2 separate regions of the Triticum aestivum genome follow, and region 1 is linked to region 2. Evidence: chromatin contacts called from public Hi-C data. All regions are on one chromosome and are shown on one strand. Each heading gives the region's core, a stretch centred on a gene start, on an enhancer-like site or on the middle of the called end of the contact. The rest is flanking DNA. Distances are from core to core; before and after follow the strand shown. Region 1 overlaps LOC100125729 (MADS-box transcription factor 50). Region 2 has its middle 19 kb from the start of LOC123099002.

The links. Hi-C and Micro-C count contacts between places; a contact is called where the count stands out from the background.
Region 1: a contact with region 2 is called in a Hi-C map of leaf, with 4 times the contacts expected there. The contact joins two enhancer-like sites. A contact is called at or near these places in 3 of 5 Hi-C or Micro-C datasets (leaf and an unstated tissue).

The regions. Positions count from the first base shown.
Region 1 is chr4D:498,417,637-498,422,736 of IWGSC CS RefSeq v2.1, reverse strand. LOC100125729 (MADS-box transcription factor 50) reads right to left here. Exons shown (of 8, transcript XM_044521108.1): 3 at 4,829-4,907; 4 at 4,316-4,377; 5 at 4,131-4,230; 6 at 3,986-4,027; 7 at 3,848-3,889; 8 at 3,344-3,674. The coding sequence ends at 3,513. Among protein-coding and RNA genes, the nearest start is that of LOC100125729, 15 kb to the right of the region's middle. Within about 2 kb of position 2,991, at least 7 of the 8 cell types and tissues checked have an H3K27ac peak or open chromatin away from gene starts, as enhancers often do. A contact at or near this core is called in leaf, where this site is marked.
Region 2 is chr4D:498,218,198-498,223,360 of IWGSC CS RefSeq v2.1, reverse strand. No RefSeq gene overlaps it. Among protein-coding and RNA genes, the nearest start is that of LOC123099002, 19 kb to the right of the region's middle. Within about 2 kb of position 3,485, at least 6 of the 8 cell types and tissues checked have an H3K27ac peak or open chromatin away from gene starts, as enhancers often do. A contact at or near this core is called in leaf, where this site is marked.

The sequences.
Region 1 (5,100 bases), core at 1,742-4,241, 200 kb before region 2:
TATATTTCGGTAATATTATAGATACATGTATTTCATATACTAATTTAATCAACTTTTAAAAAGTGTTTATCATACATTTTAAAAAGTGTTGACGAAATGTAAGAGAGCATTTTTCAGAAATGCACAAATGTTTCTTTTTGAATTATAACAACATTTTCTAAAATGTTCACGCATTCAAAAAACATTTTCATATATTTGTTAGAAAATGCGTAATCGATGGAAAAATAATGTTTGCTTAGTTTAGAAAAAATCTAACATTTAAAACATCTGCAACATGTATTATTTTGTGTATTACTCCCTCAATATATATGGCCTAATGCATTTTTTTAGACTGCCTTTGACTATTGATAAGATTAATAGTATATGAGATGTATAGTGTGAAAGTTATATCACTGGAAGCTCCTTTCATGTATGAATTTGATGATATGCTTTGTGTAACTTGCATGTCATATATTATTACTCTAACATGTGCTCAAGGTTAGCCTCAAAAAACATATTAGGAGCATTTATTATTGGAGAGAGGGAGTATGTGTCATGTATAATAGCATATACTCAGCCGCATATTATAGCGTATAAGGTATCTTGTACTATAATTTTTTTCAATTATCTGATTTTTTTTTGAAAAATGTGAGAAAAAATTAAAATACCAACCATTTTTTCAAAAAACATGAGCCAAAAAATGGAACTCCGAATATAAATAGTGAGCATTTTTTTAAACACGAACAAAATTTATAATTGAGTTTTTTTAATTCCTATTTTTTGTAAAAAGTGAAAAAAATCGAAATTGTTAATGTGTTCTAAAAGCATATAAAAAAGTGATAATAATCCATACATTTTAGCAATTTCAAACAAAATTTGAAGATTTAAACCTTTTTTGAAACTGAATAATTTTTAAAATTTTGTTCATTATATAAAAAATATCAAAACATTGAAATTTCACACTACTTTTGGGGAAAGCAAGTATCCTTTGTAGATTTCGAAAAATTATTAAGATTTGATTTTTTTCAAAAAATGATTTTTTAGAAATTAAACATGTTTTAAATACGAATAAATTTGAAATACCAAAGATTTTTGAAAACCAAACAAATTTTGTGATTTTCAAACAATTTTTTAAGATTTGATTTTAGTGAAAATTTTGAATTGATGAAAAACTATTAAAAACTATAATAGCCAGTAAAAGAAAGAAAAATACCGGTTCAGGAACCTTCTAGATGGTTTACAAAATAGGTAAAAATTGGCTGGGAGTTTCCAAAAGTGGAAGGAGAAAGCCCAATTGCTAGATAGGGTCGACCGTTTCTATGTGAATCGGTGACACTTTGGGCACAACACAGACACAGATGCTCATACAAACATAAGCTCATTCCTTTGAACGCACGCACACACATTCTCCCCTATATGGGCATCTTTAAGAGACTGAGTCGGCACATCATCTTGAGATTACGCCTTCGTAGTCGACGATGACATCCCCTTGCACTGAACACACGTCATCGAAAGGACTATATTCAAAAAAATGTGAGCAACGCTGTATAGGACTTAAACCCCGATGGGTTAGTGAGAATAGGGCTTTCTATTTTATTTTATTTTTTAGAGAGAGAATAGGGTTTTGTAGAATGTGAATCGCTGCCGCTTGGGTTCAAAAGAGAGCGTCAACAGGAGGAGCTTTCGCACAGGGCGTGCATTGAATTGGGCCGGCCCATTCGGAGGCGTCACTGTAAGCTGCACTTATAATAAAATAGGGTCGACCGTTTCTATGTGAATCGGTGACACTTTGGGCACAGTACAGACACAGATGCTCATACAAACATAAGCTCATTCCTCTGAACGCACGCACACACATTCTCTCCTATATGGGCATCTTTAAGAGACTGAGTCGGCACATCATCTTGAGATTACGTCTTCGTAGTCGACGATGACATCCCCTTGCACTGAACACACGTCATCGAAAGGACTATATTCAAAAAAATGTGAGCAACGCTGTATAGGACTTAAACCCCGATGGGTTAGTGAGAATAGGGCTTTCTGTTTTATTTTATTTTTTAGAGAGAGAATAGGGTTTCGTAGAATGTGAATCGCTGCCGCTTGGGTTCACAACAGAGCGTCAACAGGAGGAGCTTTCGCACAGGGCGTGCATTGAATTGGGCCGGCCCATTCGGTGGCGTTACTGTAAGCTGCACTTATAATAAAATAGCAAAAAAACAATGTTCAGTTGAGGAATCGAACTCACAACCAAAAGTCCAAAGCAAGTCTTCTTTACCAGTTTGAGCTGACCACTGTTAGTGATTAGTAGGGTGCGAGTATTTTTAAGAACTATGCGCAGCGGCAGATAATAACTCAAAAAAACAACCATTGAACATCATTTTAATATATGCTGAACAATTTTTAAATATACATTGAACATTTTTGTGATATACACAGATTTTCTTAAATATGCGTTAAACATTTTGTGATATACACTGAACATTTTTCACGTACATAATGAACATTTTCTAAATATATTGTGAACATTTTGTTAAATGCACGATGAACATTTTTGTAATACACACTGAATTTTTTTCATAATGATAGTGAACCTTTTCATAATGTACGGTGAAACATTTTCTTAACAAAAGTAAAGAAAAGAAACGAAAAAACTCGCGAAACAGCGAAGGAAGCTGTACCGAACGGAGAAACGCGAACCCCATATATGGGCCGGCCCAGCAGGCAGCTCGCCTCAGCGAAAGCAGAACCTTTTGACGGTAACGAGCGTCAAATAGGGTCTGCCGGTTCACAAGAGGCCGCTGGCCGGTTCGTCAGGCTTGGATACCGACCACTATTCTGACAGTTAGGCCCGTTTCCAATTTTGGCCCAGCTTTTCTATCCTCATCACTTCCGTCGTTTTCTTTTTACTGAAATATAAGTTTCATCGTTTTGTTCACAAAGGTAAATCGATCCTCCTGGAACATGTACGCGTGCACACCCGGGAAGAGGTTCGAAACTTCGGCAATAGAGAGTCGTGTCGATCTCTATTACCAACCGCCGGCCAAGCCCTTCTCATTTCCCACTCGCAGAGTGAGACGGAACAGGAAACGAGGAGCTGCTTTCCTCTGCGCGCCCGACGCGTTTCGTCGCCGACCATGGAAGTGCAGAGGGAGCTGGCAACCAGACGCAAAATCCAAACGTCGCTTCGCCCCACGCAACACCTCCGTCGCGCGCCCAAGAGGCGACCTGCTCCTGCTCCTTCGCCCGCGTGCCACCATAAATATCCGTTAGCTTTCCCTCCGCCACCCTTCTTCTCCAGAGGATCTATGGCGGACGATCCGTTCCTCTCATCAACGACATCGGCACATCACAACCAGAGCCCGGGGAAACATCAACAACAACAACTAATTCATGTATGTACTCTCGAGGTTTCCGCTGCACAGGGTTTATATTATATCTATACGCCGTCCGCATCCATTGCCTGCTGCTGCTTGCAACTCCATTGCCAGCTTATTCTGGGCATTTTTCTCAGGCGTTGTCAGCCTGCCTGAATCTCAGGAGCGGCCGGTGCCGGGCAATCCAAGAAATAGATCCGTCTCCACATCCACCACCTGCTGGCCCTGCTCCGCCAGGGTCACTGGAGCAGGGAGCGCCGCCAAGGTCGCCGGAGCAGGGGGCGCGGCCGCCTCCAACGCAGAGTGCTGTTCCTTCTGGCACTGCACAAGTTAGCCAGGGTAGCAGATCAGAGGATGCATCATGGATAGGATGGGTGATCTCTGCTGGGAATGGGATGCGCATAGGATATCGCATGAGGTACGCGTTCAGAGTAATGGTAAGTTTGGCCGTTTCAGTCCACCAGGCAGCAACTTCACTGCCCATCCATCTTTACCTGGCTATATAGTTCTTCATTGTCCTGCCGCAACTTCATCTCCTGCTCCAGGTCCATGTGACAAATCAACAGCCATGTAAGGAACTCTGTCTATACACACTCCCTCTTGTTTCAGGTTTTCTGGGGCAGAGAGGTTACCTTCTGCCTCAACGTAGAGAGCTGCTCTTCGAACCGCCGAGTCTGCCATGAAAGAGGAAGACAATTAAGCACCATTACATGGTTGTGTAAGCTTATTATGTGCACAGATAGATACATTATTACTACTCTTTCATACTGTGCTAACCTTCATTGCCCTGATGCCTAGAAGGCTTCTTTCAATTTTGACCTCTAAGCTTTGCAGTTCTTCAATAGAGCATTCTTCCAAATTTTGGCCCAAAAGTTTGCTGCATCTCAGTGATACCAGATGGTGACAACTCAGTTTTGGCTAGTTACAGGGATAGCGGTCTCTTGGGAAGCCGAAGTGGTTACCTTTTGCAAGCTTCAAGAGCATCAAGCTTCTTTGACAAGCCCTCAGCATCAGCTTTTACTTTCTGCAGTTGAGGTCACAAGGATAATACCTGAACTAAGTTAGTACTATGTATTATCAAACATGAAATAACTGCTAGAATGTACTATCGTGTCATTTTTTTTTAATGTCAGCAATACTAATTGAACTGTGCTGCTTTAGTCCATACGATAGTTTTCACATTTCAGTAGCACCATCATCAGCTGGGAAATGGTTGCAAACCAAATGGAGCATTAAAACGCAGGCTTCTCAGTGCTGCGTTGCTGACTAGCTTAATCTCTCAGTTAATACACCATCTCTCACCATTTAGCTACATAAGTACTCCCTCCGTCCCAAAATAAGTGACTCAACTTTGTACTAACTTTAGTACAAAGTTAGTGTAAAGTTGAGTCACTTATTTTGGGACGGAGGGATTATCTCCAAATTGAAATTATGTGACCAAATGTGAAGTAAGCACATCAAGCAGAACTATGTACCTCTATATCTTGCTGTACCGTCTGTCTGCCCAAATTATCCTTTGTGACTGTCTTATAACGTTCAATTGTGTTCTTCATGCTGAATTGGAATTTAAAATGTAAAATGTAAATTATATATGACATAGTAACAACAGTTAATTTAGACAAGCACAAGGCATTAAATATGTAATACTGGCATAAAAAATGATGTTGTGTTCCCCTTCATTGGTGTCATAAATATAGATAAAGTAAAGGGCGTGCGAAACTGTTCTACACCTCATAAAGGGGTTTTC
Region 2 (5,163 bases), core at 2,236-4,735:
CATGTCTCCACACGATTTGAGGATGTATGTTGGTTACTCTCGTTGAACTTGCCCTAACCCTCATAAGAGCTTTGATTGGTCAACCAACTAGCCGTTCTGTTTTGAGAAAAAAAAAACAAGCACTAATTGAGCAAACGATATGATAGAAGATAAACAAACATTTAGAAGGATGAGCTTAATGAGCCAGATTCATTTCGATAGACACTTCCTCCTTCTAGCGTGTTTTTCGTAAAATCTATGTTTGTGGACTTGATTACTATAGACCAATCCCTCGGTCTATTCACATATGAAAAACAAAAGTGTCTTCAAATATCAAGCTTTTCATGTGGTTTATGCATAAGGGTGTGATTCTAAGTAACGATAATTTGGCAAAACATAGGTTGGAAGATAGTAGGCGTTGTTGTTTTTTTACCACGAGGAAAGGATTCAACAGTTATTTCTTAAGTGCCCGCTAGCCAAGTTATTATGGTGAACAATACATGTGTCATTTAACGTACTTCCACCTAATAGTTATTCCTTTGTTTGATAACAGGTTAGGTGGGGTAGAGACCAATACAGCGGCATGAGTTCGTCTGGTGGTTTGTGCCTTACTTTGGGCTACTTGAAACTCTCGAAACGATTGTGTGTTTAACATAACAAATATTACATTTTTCCAGGTTATCTACTGAACGTCTGGATGGGTCAATACATAATCATTACTACCCCATGTGGAAACTAGGGAGCTTATGATTTTGGGGGGCAACCGATGAGAGACAGTAGCACATGGTACATACAACCCGTTTAAATGCGTGTACAATAATAGGATGAGTGTGCAGGCATAGTGTCCTATTTTCACCAGTTGTGGCTTTTCGTTATGTATCTTGTCCTCGTTTCACTTTCTCAGATGTTTTTGGCATTTCGATACTTGATTCGTTTTATTAATTGGTATGTTTGGTAACCACTTGGGCAGGGGAATGGAAGTTTTTTTTGCACGGTAATACGCGTCTCATTAATAAAAAGACCCAGTTACAAGCTACGTAAACACCGACATTACGGGACCGAAAAAATAGGATAATCCTACGCAAAAAACCAGCGATTGTCCCTCTTCACCCGAGTTCGACGCGGCTCCATCGCTGATATGAAGTTTTACGGACCTCCAAAGTAGTTTGCGTGAAGCCAAACCATTATCGTTGAAAGAATCAGACCGGGGCAATGTGTCCCCGAACACGCCATCGAACTCCAGACCGACACCCTTGCACGGCTACGACGTCGGAGGAGGAAACCAGAATTGCCAACCTCCAACCACCAACCCAACACAGGATGCACATTCTTCCAGTTGTCACATGCGTAGGAAACCGTCTGCGCGTACTCCCGGACGACAAAACCTCCCTACTCCACTGTGATGTCGGAGACAACACCACAGCAACGGGGATACATCAGAAGCAGAGACACACCTAGAGGGGTTGCCGCCGACGCCGCCTCACCGACACCATCCATGAACACTAACGCCGTCGATCTGAAGGATCCGTAAACACACGATGCCATCAACTCCGAGACGCCACCACGAAGGACACCGCCGGTGTGGGAGTTTAGCTGAGGCAAATTTATTCATCTGGGCGCCGTTCCCACCAACCCAACGGCGCACCACGACCTACAAAACCAAACCCTAACTACAAAGTGGAGGAACGATGTCCCGCTCCCTCCTGTCGCCGGAGCAACAGTCGAAGGAGAGGGGACCAGCCCTGGCCGGTGTAGATCGGAGGTAGAGGATCGCCTCCCTAGTCACCTTCACATGGTGGCGGCTAGTTTAGGGGAATGGGAGTTTGCACAAGAGAGTTTGTGGAGGGATTAGGCTTGGGAAGTACATTTCTACTCCCATTCCCTTGTGTTGGTATTTGATGGAAATTAGTGTGGGATAAAGTTTTGCCCACGAATTAATAGGTACCCATGGGAAGAAAATGGTAGAAATTTGCTTCCTCAACTCTCATTCCCCTTCCCACTTAAACTCTCATTCACTCTAACGAATCAGTGGACTTTTAATCTCCTCACCCCTCAACTCTCATTCCTCATCTCTAATTCCCATGAACCAAACTGTTGTGACTATGTGCATCGCTTGATGCAAAGGCTGAGGGTAATCCTCCTTTTCGAAAAAAAATAAGGAAGAGAACAGAAAGTTTTTTTTAGGGTTAGAAATAGACTTTTTTGAGATAAGAGTCTATTTTCTACCGAAGCACCCAAAAAAAGGTGGTTACTTATTTTTTGAGACAACAAAAAGCTGGTTACTGCGAGGTACAGTTTTGAGTTCTTTGCGTGGACAGACTGTTACTTCTATTTGAAGACCCAATGATCTCCTAGGCCATAGTACGTCACTAGGACAGACTTGGGCCTATTTGTAATGGATGGCTGTAAAGGTAGGAAAATGTAGGCCAAATTTGGGGGAGTTAAAAATTTCCAAACACTATTTGATGCCTTCAGCGTCCGATATAGGATTTTTAACAAACGGACGCACACCCCGCTCCCTGCTGGGCTGGCCCGTTTACCATTTATTTTATTCTGTTTATACTACTGCAATAAAAATAATGTACCGCATTGGACCCCACAACACCCATGTTTAATTCTAGCGGTAGCCAACTATGCAATCCGCCTTATGTGATTTGTTTCCACCTTTTTTCCTCTTTCTTCCTTCTTCTTTTCCTTTTCTTTTCATTTTTCTTTTTCCCCTTTTCTTTTCCCTTTTTGTTTTTTCTTGTCATTTTTTCTTTTTCTCAAAATGCATGAATTTTTTATTAATATTGATGAACTTTTTCTCCAAAATTCGGTGCACCTTTTTTGAATTTGGGAACTTTTTTTCTAAATTGATGAACTTTTTCTGAATTTGTGAACTTTCTTTATCAAAATCAATGGAATTCCAAGAAATTTGAAAAAAGTTCACCGGATTTTGGAAAAAAAGTCCATGGAATTCCAAGAAATTCCATTGATTCGTGAACATATTTTCAAAATAAGGTAACTTTTTTCAAATTCATGAACTTTTTGCGAAAATTGATGAAAATTTTCAATTTTGTGAACATTTATTTTAAAAATCCGTGAACCTTTTAAATTTGTGAATTATTTTTGTAATTTACATATTTTAATAATTTATATTGGGACTGAAACAAGGGTCAAATAGTGTTGTTTTCATGAAACATCAATTTGATTGAGGTGCAATTGGTATTGTACCAAGTCCGACTAAGTAGGCTTGCAGGTTCGATCCCCACATCTCGCAGAAAAGTGAGGTGTAGAATTATTTTTCTTTCTGGACACGAGCGATGCTGGGCAGGCCCGCTTACGCTCGTTGGTGCGTGAAGCCGAGTGGCAGTGGGGGCGCCGAATAGGACATTCGTTAAAAACCTCCTGTCCGCTGGATCCACGCAGGAAAATGTGGGCCAGCCCATTACGAACCCTCCAAGTGCTGGGAAGCATCCTGTGTGGGACTTGTTTCCGAAAACATCCATGCTGGCTGATCCCATATAGCGCATAAGGAGTCCCCTAGCACCGTAGCGCGTACCCCCAGCTCCCATGCGCGCCTTCTGGGCCGGCTATGTGGGGCGTGAGGTCCCACACTATCTTTTTCTTTCTCATTTGATGTTTTTTCTTTTTTTTCTTTTTTTTTCTTTTCTTTTTTCTTTTCTTTTGTTTTGTTTTCTAGTTTTCCTTTTCCTTTTTCATTTTTATTCTTTTTACAATTTGTGAAAATCTTTTAAATTCGTGAACATGTTTTAAAATTGTGAATATTTTTTTGAAATCATGAACATTTCAAAATTCTCGAATTTATTTGAAATCATGAAAATGTTTTTTACAAATTCATAATCATTTTTCTACATTTTTCGAAATTGATGAAATTTTTTCCGAATTAACAGAAATTTTTTAAATTCGTGTACATTCTCTTCATCGGTGAACATTTTCTGAATACGCAAAAGCTTTTTTTTAATCATAAACATTTTTTAAACCATGAACATTTGCTAAATCTGATGATCATTTTTTAAAATTATGACATTTTTTGAAATCATTACATTTTTTTAAATCATGAACATTTTTTAAATTTGCGAACATTTTTATGATTTCTTCATTTTCTCTTATTCATAATGGAATTTTTTTAAAATTTCGGAACTTTTTGTAACCGTGAATTATTAAAATACAGAACGAAAAAAAATAAAAAGTAAAAAATAAAACAATAATTAAAAGATAGAGCAGTCGGAAAAGGGCCGGTCCATACGGGCACGCTGGGGCAGCGAGGGGTCGGTATGACCACTCCTCCACCCCCACGCGTGATATAGGAGGTCCCATCCATGCTGGCCTTGGGAAGCTTCCACATTTTTTTCTGTTTTAGTTTTTGCTTTTTGTCTTCACTGGTTTTTTGGTTTCTTTCTGTTTTTCTTTTTCTTTGTGTTTTCCACTAGTTTTTCCTGGTTCTCCTATGTTTTATTTTCTCTTTGTATTATCAATACTTTTCTACTTTTTGTATTTTCTTTGAGTTTTTTTTCATGTTTCTTTAATTTGTGTTTGTAAATTGATTTTCTATTGTCACAAACATTCCTTTTGATGTCGTGCACAATATTTGAGTCAGCGGTATTTTTTCAAATTTGTGATGATTATTTAAATAAAAGAATATTTTTGAAGTTCATATATTTTATTCATGAATATTTTCTGAAGTCATACCTGATTTTAATTCAGCTGGCTATTAACTGGCCCACTGACCGTTGTCTTTTGGTAAAAATTCATCAATTTGAGAAAGTTTGTTGATTTAAGAAACACATTCAATTAATCGAAACACGTTCATAAATTTGGAAAAAGTTTGCTAATCTGAAATAAAGGATGCATTTGAAAAAAGTCCGTGCATTCACAAAGCATTAATGAAATATTTAAAAGGTGATGGATTTGAAAAACATAACAGTTTGACAAAAAATCATGATCTTTGCAACTAGTACTACTCAACTAATGATTTCGGTTACTCTCGCTTCAATATAATAGCTCCCTCGCGCGAGACTGGGGCGACCATTTTTTTTTCTTTCTCTTTCGCTAGCAATGCTTCACTGGTTCGTAACGTTTTCTGTCGTGATCGCTTTGCTGTGTTTCCGCCTCGTATCGTTTCTTTATTTTTATTTTTTTGAATTTTTGTTTCATTTTTTCGGTTTCTTTGTTTCTTCA